Regions from separate parts of the Gossypium hirsutum genome. Here region 2 is linked to region 1. Evidence: chromatin contacts called from public Hi-C data. All regions are on one chromosome and are shown on one strand. Each heading gives the region's core, a stretch centred on a gene start, on an enhancer-like site or on the middle of the called end of the contact. The rest is flanking DNA. Distances are from core to core; before and after follow the strand shown. Region 1 holds the start of LOC107944080 (F-box/kelch-repeat protein At1g30090). Region 2 holds the start of LOC121208520.

Region 1 (5,378 bases), core at 1,115-3,614:
TTTCAAATGAGTACGTGAATGTTAATGTTAAATATAAGTATGTAGTATACATATATTCTTATTCGTTTTTAATACATAAATTATTACTACAAAACAAGATCCTGTCCAAGAATAAACTAAAAACAATGGCCATGATTTTCATTACAGGAAGTGTTAGAAAAAGGAAGACAGGATTCATTGTTTTTTAAATAAATAAAAAATACCAACATCATCTTGCTTTTTGCTAGCAATGTAGCAGACAGAATCAGATTTGTTATTTACTTGAGAATCTGCCATTCTTGTCCCCCCTTAATATAAGCCCTTGCTTAAGGTTCTTTTAACAATTGAATTTGCATCAATGGTTTGCTTAACATGCAAGTTAATGATTTTCCCAAAGTTTCCAATATTCTCCTACCACTGTAATTGTGCTTATAGCCATTGATGATATGGACTTATATTCCATACAAGAATAAAGTGAGTCCATGACCGGAAAAATATATCGACATGCATACTACTTCTGCAATTACAATTTATTGAATGAACTGATAGACAATATGTGATACAAGCTAAGCAAACAGAACCTGAGAAGTTGAGGGTGTCAAGTCAGAAAGTTTTGGACCATCGATAACTTGCCATTCGACACTGAATCTCCACTTATTCTCGGAACTGCCTGTTTGATTCTGTTTCGAGATATAGCCCACGGCAACATGAAGGTTGTGACCAAAGACATATATTATGTTATCGTATGCATTGACAGCAAATGGTTTGCATATCTGTTCTGGTAATGGGGGACCTTGTGTTGTTTCCCAGGAATCATTGTCTGGATAATAAACTTTGAGTTTCATTCTTTCGTGTTCAGAAACCACGAATAAGTGGCCATAAACCACTACGCTCGAGCCAGTCCAACCTTCTCTCAATCCTAGACCCATATTCTCCCAAGTATTAGTTATTGGATCGTAAACTCGACCCCTTGGAGAGACGAAGAATGGCCATAACCAGCCTTCTGTCACTAGAAGCTTTCCATTGAGTACTGCAGAATCATAAGATGCCATATTGGTCCCCATGCTGGCTACTGGATGCCAATTCCCAATTGCGGGATCCATAACCTCGGCCGAGTCGAGCTCAAAAAGATCAGCACTGTTTCCACCAGCTACATATATCATCCCATTAATCACTCCACTTGCAAAAAACGATCTAGCGGTATTCATCTTTTTCATCATAGTCCAATTGTTTTTCTGAATCTCATACTTGAATACCAAGTCAAGAGGGCAATCGACATCGGAGGCCATCATCCCCCCACAAACAAAGAGTGCGCCCTCACCGGGAAACGAAACGCAGCTAATACCACGGGGACAAATATTGTCTTTGCAAGGCATCGTAGGGATGCTATGCCAAGAAAAATTGGTTAAATCAAGAACCTGCCATTCAATTTCACCAGTGCATTTGTGGAAGGCAAGCACAAACAGCCAAGGGTCTTTGAAACCTAGTTCCTTCCTTGAAGTGAAAAATCGTTCTTTATTACCAAGCAGAAAGTGCCATCGTTTGCATACGGCTTTACAAGCGGTATGGCTCTCGACCGGAAGTCGAAGGAGACAATTAAGGGCAACATCATCAGGAAGGCCTGGAATAAGGGGTTCCCCTTGAAGATACAACTCAAACTGAAACCCTTTGCCTAACCTCATCTTTTGGTATAAAAATCAACCCCTTTGCCTCTCCCAAAACACAGCAATCTAAAACCCTTTTAACACTACAGAAAGAACCTTGTTTCAGCAAGAAATTCCCAGTTTTTATGAATTGAACAACTTAAACATCCAAATCCCAGTCAAAACTTCAAAGAACCTATTCCAAGTTACAGAAAATTTTAACCCTTTCTATTAATATACACCACTATGATGCCAAGGCAGGGAGAAAAGATAACAAAGCGTTATAAAAAAAGGAAAAAGAAAAAGAAAGAAAAGTCAATAACCCATATGATAGGATCTTTGAATATAACCTAAAACAATCTAAACTTTTGCTCCTACCAATAAGAAACCCAAAAACCCATAAAAAAAGAAAGAAACCCTGCCACTATGGCCTACAGAGATGATATAATTCAGAAAAGAGACTAAAACCCAGAAAATACTTTATATAACATATAAATATAACTTTGCAAATAAAAGCAGATTGCATAAATAAGAAGAAAAAGAGATGAGAAGAAAGGAACTGATATGTGGAGACTTACAAAAATGGGATTTTCTTTTTCTTGAATACTTGCTATATCAAATAAACAGTATAGCCATCTTTTTGTGAGATTTTAAGCTTGTTTACCCTGCCCCCCTCCCCCCCATTCCCCCCATGGGACTCTTCCAATATTGGAAATAAGAACGAAAGGATATGGACTGTATATGATTCTGATTTATGAGATATATTAATTAATATTAATTATCATTAAATGAATTTCAAAAATCTTCCTTGTTTATTTTTTATTTTTAAATATATATATTTTTAATTTACTTATTTATATAATTAAAATTTTAAATAATATTAACAAATATTGAGTTATAATTAGGATGAAATCGATTAGTTAAAAACTAATTATAATTACGATGAAATTGATTAGTTAAATCAATTGAATTAAAAATTAACAGACATATTATTATGAATAAAGTTAAATTGATTTTTACTGAAAAAATTAAATCAATTTTTTCTATTTTAAATAATTTTTAAATTTTATAAATTCTAATAATTTTTAATCAATTTCAACCATTAATTCGATTTTTTTAATTATAAAAAAAAGCCTTGGATTCAAATAAAAAAAAAGAATATTACTGCGAATAGGAGCTAGTTCCAAATATCAATAATTATTCAGAAATTAAATTTCTGTGAGGAAAAAAAATGGTGAATGGTGGTACAGACTGTAGGCCCACTGGAAGTCTAAAACCACGCGCTAAAGAAGTAATTCCAAGTTCCAACGCCAGTAAACAAGAGCAAAAGGTTGGGAACATTGTAAGACACGCGCTTTTAACTGCGGGGTTTTGAAGAAAACTGTCTTTTCACAATCCAAATCCAAATATTTAAGATTTGAGTTCAAAGTTGAAACCTCGGAAAGTTTGATCAAAAACAAAAAGGGTGTTTTAAACCCGTAAGAGCTGCTTATAATCTTTTCGTAATTTAAAAAATTTCTCTCTTTTTCAACTGCACTTACTATTTTTTTTATTGTTGATTTTCTTTTAAATTTTAGGTGACATTGTAATAATTTTTTTTACCTTAATTAATTATTAAGGGTTTGATTCTCGTTCTATATATGAAATAGTTTTAAAATTTATTGTCAATATTTACCCTCTTAATAAACTTACGGAATACAAAATATTAATTACTAAATTCACTCTAGTAGATATCTTAAGAAATAATATATATTTAAATTTATTATAATGTTATTTTTTAAATAATTATTATATGGATATTTATTTAAAATTTTAAATATCGCAATATATATTTGAAAAGTTTTTAGTAATTGAATTTAAATTTTAAAATTTTTAAAAAATTAAATTAAATTTTCTAAAAAATGAAAAAAATTGCATTTCAAAAAGATTACTTAATCATTTAAATGAAAAATGAAAGGTTAACATTTTTAGCAACTCAATCAGATCAAAGAGAAAGAAGCATGAGAGAAACGACTTAAAAAAGGAGTATTATGTTGACTCATAGAAGTAGTCTGGTATCCAAATCGAATCAGAAAGAGTAAGACTGACAATTAAACTTGAATATAACATCTGGCTAACCACGACCCTTGGCTAAGAAGAATGGTGATGGCAGTAGAATGAAACCACAATGTTGCCTCTCACCAGGACTCAAGACTTGATAAACCTTCTTATCTAGTTCTGTAGCTAATTTCGATGCACCCTACACAGTCCTAGTAAAGAAACAGAAAAAAGAGAACATGTTTGATGGATTCCACATCTCGGGCAATAAGGGTCCACTACCCTAAAGTCTCTTGACAAGATTTTCTCTGGTTGTCATCGGATTATGACAAGCCCTTCATGGGATGTTATTAATCTTTGAGACAACATGAAGGCCCTATAAATGTTTTCCATCTCTTGCATGACTGTGCATCACAATGACAACAGCCATTTGAGGTTGGAGCGGTGAAGAGAGCCATTGGTATCTGGACTGAACATTGTAGGGACCGTCTTTTGAGAAAAGCCAAACAAATGCGCGAACTACAAGCGCAATACATCTTGAATTTCAATCAGTAATGTCCTTAACCATTGTTGGTTGATGGGAAGAGTCTAAGGGCGAGCATTTAATTGAACAAAGTCGAATCGAGTGAAAAAAAATGAGTTAATCGAGTTGATAAGTTATATTTTGTCATCTAAACTTAAAATGAAATTTTATTGGATAGTGGAATAAAATTCAAATTGAACTGAATTGAATAAATTGTTTGAGTTGAATTAAAAAAATTAAACCATTCATATTCAGATCTTGTCAACAATATGATCAAATTTTGAGTTAAAGAATATAAATAACATATACATTTGAAAACTTTTTTAAAACAAAATAAAAAGAAAAAAAACAAGATAATTACAATCATAGTTTACTTGTTTAAAGCATCAAATTTATCATCTTGGAATTTCATTTAAAAAATTATAATTTATCATTATATATATTAAAGAATTTTTTAAAATAAATTTTAAAAATTTCAATTCATGTATGTTTTTATAAATATTTTGAAGATTATTTTGAAATTTTATAAATTTTTTGAGATGGATCAATTTGTACATTTTCTAAACTATCAAGGACTTAATGGGTATTTACATTAATTTTTTATTCTACTTGAAGTATTCGAATTATTTAAGTTGTAAATTTTAACTAAACTCGAACTCAAAAAACTGAATTACTTATTTGGGTTGATTTGAAAATTATGAATAACTAGAATAGCTCAATATAATTAATTCGAAATTCGGAAAAAATTAATTTTTTTATTTAAATTGAGTTTTACTCGGACGAAGAGATGCATAAAGATGTCAATTCAAAAACCTATTGATTATGTCAAATCATGATGACTTGACCACTCTCTGCATCTCTATATTCTAATAGAGATTTTTGAACAACCCAATTCCTTCTCGTGTTCTCCGTACCTATGAAGAGGACCTCAATAATTTAGAAACAAAGTATGAAGAGAAAGGGAAGTATTTTCCTTTGAGAAGATGAGCCCATAACACTGTTGTTGGAACCAAGGCCGAATCTAGGGGGGTGACATAGGCCCGACCCCCTAAAATGAAATTTTTTTATTTAGACCATTTATAATTTATAAAATTTTAAATTAATAATGGTAAAATTACAATTTAGCCTTCTTAAAATGATAAGATTTGGATCCTCTAAAAATTATAAATATATAGACTACTAAATGACAAAATTCT
Region 2 (5,378 bases), core at 900-3,399, 290 kb after region 1:
TACCTTATTATGGATTTGTTTGCATATATATCTTCCCCCGGTTGAAATCAATTACACAAAGTGAGTTAGATCACAAAAAAATTAAATTAATTCCAAATCACATCCAGAATGAATGATCTTATGCATGTTGTAGAAACAAACTCTGGGACAAGCTTCCAAAATCGGAACCACCATGCAAGTAAATATTGCAGAAACAGATAAAGTTCAATGACCTGGGAGCTTCTAACTACTATCCGATGCTCGATGACATAGTAGTTGGATCAAGCACGTGTATAAAAACACCATATTTGTGATTGTCTTAGACAAGCAATCATGTGTTAATATGTTACATATAATACAGAAATATGATGGAAACTAGAAATCCTGATTGATCTTTTTCCAGGCTCCACTTACTCATTATGCATCTAGATAGATGTTTCTTATGTGGATGAATGGAAGTGATGAAATCTCAGAGCCATTACATTATCTTGCAAATAGACGTATATGCGTACAAATGTTTGTTAACCTATTTGACCACTAGCGAAAAACGAGGGATTGGTATTGCTGGCCACTCAACAAACTGTAAATTGGGCAACATGATGAACCTTACACTAGCATTTTATAAATTCAGCTGCATATAAAGAAACAACATTGATAGATATAACATTTGCATGTAAGATTAGGCTTGAACCTTACCGTATGGTTAGCGAGACTTCTTTAGCCGTTTTGGAGGCTTCATTTTCTTCCTCGAATCATCAGGGCTTTTATCATCAATAAAGGGCTGTAAAATAGTGAGAAAATGAATACCATAGCGGGAAAAACATAGAATGTTATAGGTTCTTAACAACAGCAAAGAGAAAACCATCCATGGATCTCAATGAACACAAAGATTAGGAAAACAGCACTTCTAAGAACATGTTTAAGTACAATTTCCAGACAGTTCCAGAAGGCCAACTACAATTAACAGCACTTCTAAATAGTTCATATATGATTAGCTATTGGAAAATATAACAACCCCGGGCTGTGGCTTCATAGAACAGATTCCTTGTATTATAGAGTGCAGGAAGAGGTATATATGCAACTAGAATTAACTAATTGTAGTGAGAACAAAGATAATCATAATTACATATTTAGAAGTTTAGACTGAAAATGTTACTCAATAGATATACATAAATGAAATACCTCATTCCACTTTTTCTGAAGCTCAAGAAGTTCTTGACAGTATGCAAGGCATTCACCATGGTATACAGCAGCTAATTCTTTTATTAATGCCTTCCTCTTAATAATGCCAATCACTGCATAAACATGCATACGTTTTAAGAGATGGTGAAACAAAGAGATTTCAAGGTTTACAGAAGAATTTCATAAAAGGTCTTCAAAGATCCCCAGCTAAAAAAAATCCTAAATCTATTAACCAAGCTACCACATTGGTGGACTGAAGGTAAGGTTAAACCGTCTAAATTAGTCAGACTCGGATGTGAATGAAATTAGAAGATCCTTGTTAGATCATATATCCAAACCCGTGTTTAGATATGCGTTAGCCACAGGTAATGCAACAAAAATGAAGTTCAAGCAACACAGTAAACCATAACCCTCCCTCTCATCAACACTGTAATAGCCATAACCATTTGAATATTGAAGTAACTGAGATACTTTCAAGTTAAAGCAACTTCTTAAAAAAGGCTAAGAGTGCTTCGCATAAAATTGAAGGCACTGAATGATAGTTTCTCAAATAGAAAAAACCAGGCAGACAGAGATCAATATCTAGGTTAAAGCAATAGAATTAAGTCTTTCACATAGTATCATTATACCAACAATTAATTTCTACAAATAATAAAAGCTATTTCAAGTACTGTAAACGCAATTAGCAATTGATTACACAGCTCTTTGAACCCAAAACTTTTCCAACAAAAAAAAAATTTACCAAGCGATACCTATAAAGATCACTCTTCTTTAATCAAAGAGCATAAACCAATAAAAACCGAAATTTACAAAAAGAGAAACAGAGAAGAAAACATTAAGCACAGAGATCAAAACCCTTAACGGAAAAACAAAGAAAAACCAGAAAGCAAAAATAACAGAGGAAAAAGGGTACTTCGACTGGGATCGAATGGAGGACGCCGATCTGGCTGAGCAGCAGCAGGAGAAGGTTGGTTCTGTTCTTGGCTCATGGCTTGAGACTCTTGAAGAATTTTTTTTTTCTTTCTGGTTTGGGGGTGGGGGGGGGGGGTATGCCTTAGAATGATAAACAACTGTTAGAGATAACCCAGTCTAAGCATTCTTTTGTTATTACTGTGGAGAGGCCACACGGTTTCAGGATTTCGATTTTATATATTTTACTTTGCGCTACATTGTTGATGGTACACTAAGAAACGAAAACTGGGTTTTTGTCGGCCTTTTCGTTAAAGTCCACAACTTTTTTCCGACTCTATGCCCGGGTTCCTGTTTCAGCTGGGAAATATCTATGATAGAGCTTTCGAATGTTAAAATAAAGGATAAAATATAAAAATAGTAACTTCTATTACTTTCAGATTATATTTTAGTTATTTATGTTTAAAATATTATATTTTAGTCACTTATGTTATTATGTTGTAATATTTTAGTCACTTTAAATTGTCATTAACGGTATAATAATAAATTAACGTGACACATTAAATATCATTTCAAACACAAGTGATTAAAATGTAACATTTCAAATATAAATAATTAAAATGTAACATAATGTAAACAAAAGTGATTATTTTAATAGTTTACTCTAATTATATTCTTTTAGGGTACAAAACACCTATTCACAAGGCAAGTTAATCAGACCAAATCGACTTATTGAACAAGGTAAGTTAACCGGACCAAATCACAAAACACCTGTTCACAAGGCAAGTTAATCAAACCAAATCGACTAATTCAACTAATTGGACTAAAAGTAAATTAAAATATCAATTTAGAGGACATTAAATTAGTTAACTCAAAATTTGATATTGATAGATTAAATGGAAAAAAAAAATTAATTGAACCCAGCGTTGGAACTGAATTTTTAATATATTTTTATTTTTAATGATTGATTTAATCAAATCAAACAACCAATAGCATGATCAGTTTTGAAAACCTTCCATAAAAATACCAAATATAATCAGCAATATAGTTTGTATCATTTCAGTTTTAAAACCAGATGTGGTAAAAGTTTGGGGGCTAATATTTGATATTTCCCCACCCTAAAGATTCTCACTTCTTACCCCTCTTCTTCTAAGAATTGGATTTTAACCTGAGCTTCTAAAGTTTGACATTCAATCAAGTGCATACACATAATGGAAAATTTTATGAGAATCTCAATTTAAGTAATAAATTTTAAATAAAATGATACAACTCGACAGTCAAAATCAATATGAACAGAATTATCAGTTGTGAATCAAAAAACAGGATTTTTTTCAGCAACCATGAGAGAGCTCTCAAAACCCCTTCTACATAGTTCAAGCTCACTGGCAAATTTTCTTATACTTCTTCTGCCACATCCTCTTCTTTAGGAGTACTCTTCCCAATTCGAGGTCGTTTAGAAGCTGTGAAAGAGAGATATATTGAATCAATGAATAGCAGTTACAATTCACAATAAATCAAGCGCATGAGATTCAGAATGTGTACAACTTCATATAAAAATGTCCGAGAAGAAAAAAAATAAAAAATCAGGTTGTGTCATAATCGTTTAGCATTGTCAGCAAAACAAGTTACTGTGAGGTGAAAGAACCACAAATACTGCATATCAAAAGAAGTTCCCATAATAATTTCAGGCAAGAGTTTTCCATCATTTAACAGCACATGGAAACAATTAGAATGGTTATATTGATGGCAATGGAAGACATCAATATGGCCATAAGTTTACTAGACAGACGAGTCAGTAGGCATAAGAACAAACTGAATACTCACTTTTGAGAGATGATCCAGCAAGACAAGTCAGCCTGGACTTCGTAATAGCCTCGGCCAATGGATTTGGCTTCTCCTTGACAGCCATCCGAACATCCCAAACACGAATAAACCCATCAGATGATGCAGATGCCACTAAATATGGTTCATCATCACTACCACCATCTTTGGTAAGCACAACAATACCTTTTAGACGGGTAGAATGTGCATCCTCGATGCAATAAGCAACCTTACCACTGTTTGTGTCCCATGCTGTAATACTACGGCTCTCACCACCAGTAAATAAAATTCCACCCTGGCAAAATCACAATATGCCTTTAGAAATTCAAATTATAAATGACGAGAAAACAAGAATCGTGCATCATGAAACAAGTAGCCTAAGAGTACTAGAAGACTGCCACAACATTGGGATCCTAGAACTTCATCCACTATAACATTTTTCTTAATGTGTTAAATATCCGAGCTTTGGAAGATGCTGACATCTCGAAGAACACCCTATCTTTGAAACAAAACTATACCCCCCATCAAAATGACCTTATTCCATCTTCTAAGGCGCCAACAAACAGTAGATTCATACCAAAAGATGGTTCAGCTACATGGTGAATGAGTTGAGCTTCTAGCTTCTGACCTTTTAGCTCTATTTTCTATTAAACTTTAAGCAGAACATCACTAACACATACTCAAATCAATCAACCAAAACAGAAAACCTATATACTAACATCCCCACACCAAATTATTCAATTCATAACACAATTTACAATCTCATGCAGCCAACCTTAACTGACATGCCTATAAAAATCCAATCTCTAGACATTTTAAAGCAGTAATGTTTCACATTCCAACAATTATTCCTTCAAGAAACAAAGCTACTAGCTATATTAAAAAGATTTACTTTTTTATTAAAATTAGAGAGAGAGAAACTAACCTCTCCAGGAGCAGCACAAAGAACTCGTTTTTGATTATCCAACTCAAACAATAACCTAGCATCTTCCGCTAAATGAACACCAATTTTCTCCTCGGAAGCCATAAAAAACCTGTCTCCACTCGCATCAAATTTAACAATCGTCGCTTCTTTTCCCAGCCTACAACAAAAGCTCCTTTTTCCTCTCATCAAATTCGACATAGCCAAACACCCATCACGAGAAACACTCAAAGCAAGCTTCCCAGAAGGATGAACAGCCAAATCATTGATACACTTTTTATGGGACCTAAAGGACTTGAGAAGAACAAAGGGTTCCGTGTCAAAGATGGATATGGTGCCATCAGCAGCGGCGGAGAGGAGATTACGAGGGAAGGAGAGGTTTGGAGGGCAGTAGAAAGAGAGGGAAGTGATGGAGGAGGAGAAGTGGTGAAGAGGACCGAGGGAAGCGGCGGATGAGAGGTCGTAGATGTGGATGGTGTCATCTGAAGAGCCGGAAGCAGCGGCTGGACCAGCGGCGGCTACGGTGGTTATGGGGGCGATGTGGGATGGGTAAGAGAAGATTTGG

Evidence for each region. Hi-C and Micro-C count contacts between places; a contact is called where the count stands out from the background.
Region 2: a Hi-C map of leaf shows a contact between it and region 1, with 2.7 times the contacts expected there. The contact joins the promoter of LOC121208520 here to the promoter of LOC107944080 in region 1. A contact is called at or near these places in 3 of 34 Hi-C or Micro-C datasets (callus and leaf).

What each region holds. Positions count from the first base shown.
Region 1 is chrA10:4,007,885-4,013,262 of Gossypium_hirsutum_v2.1, forward strand. LOC107944080 (F-box/kelch-repeat protein At1g30090) reads right to left here and starts at 2,365. Exons shown (of 2, transcript XM_041079612.1): 1 at 2,201-2,365; 2 at 403-1,726. The coding sequence starts at 1,661. The coding sequence ends at 546.
Region 2 is chrA10:4,294,749-4,300,126 of Gossypium_hirsutum_v2.1, forward strand. It overlaps LOC121208520, which reads right to left and starts at 2,150. Exons shown (of 4, transcript XM_041079382.1): 1 at 2,075-2,150; 2 at 1,162-1,274; 3 at 880-933; 4 at 683-760. The coding sequence starts at 2,150. The coding sequence ends at 683. It overlaps LOC107937494 (p21-activated protein kinase-interacting protein 1-like), which reads right to left. Exons shown (of 6, transcript XM_041079627.1): 1 at 4,817-5,378; 2 at 3,895-4,186; 3 at 2,075-3,530; 4 at 1,162-1,274; 5 at 676-760; 6 at 159-559. The coding sequence ends at 3,466.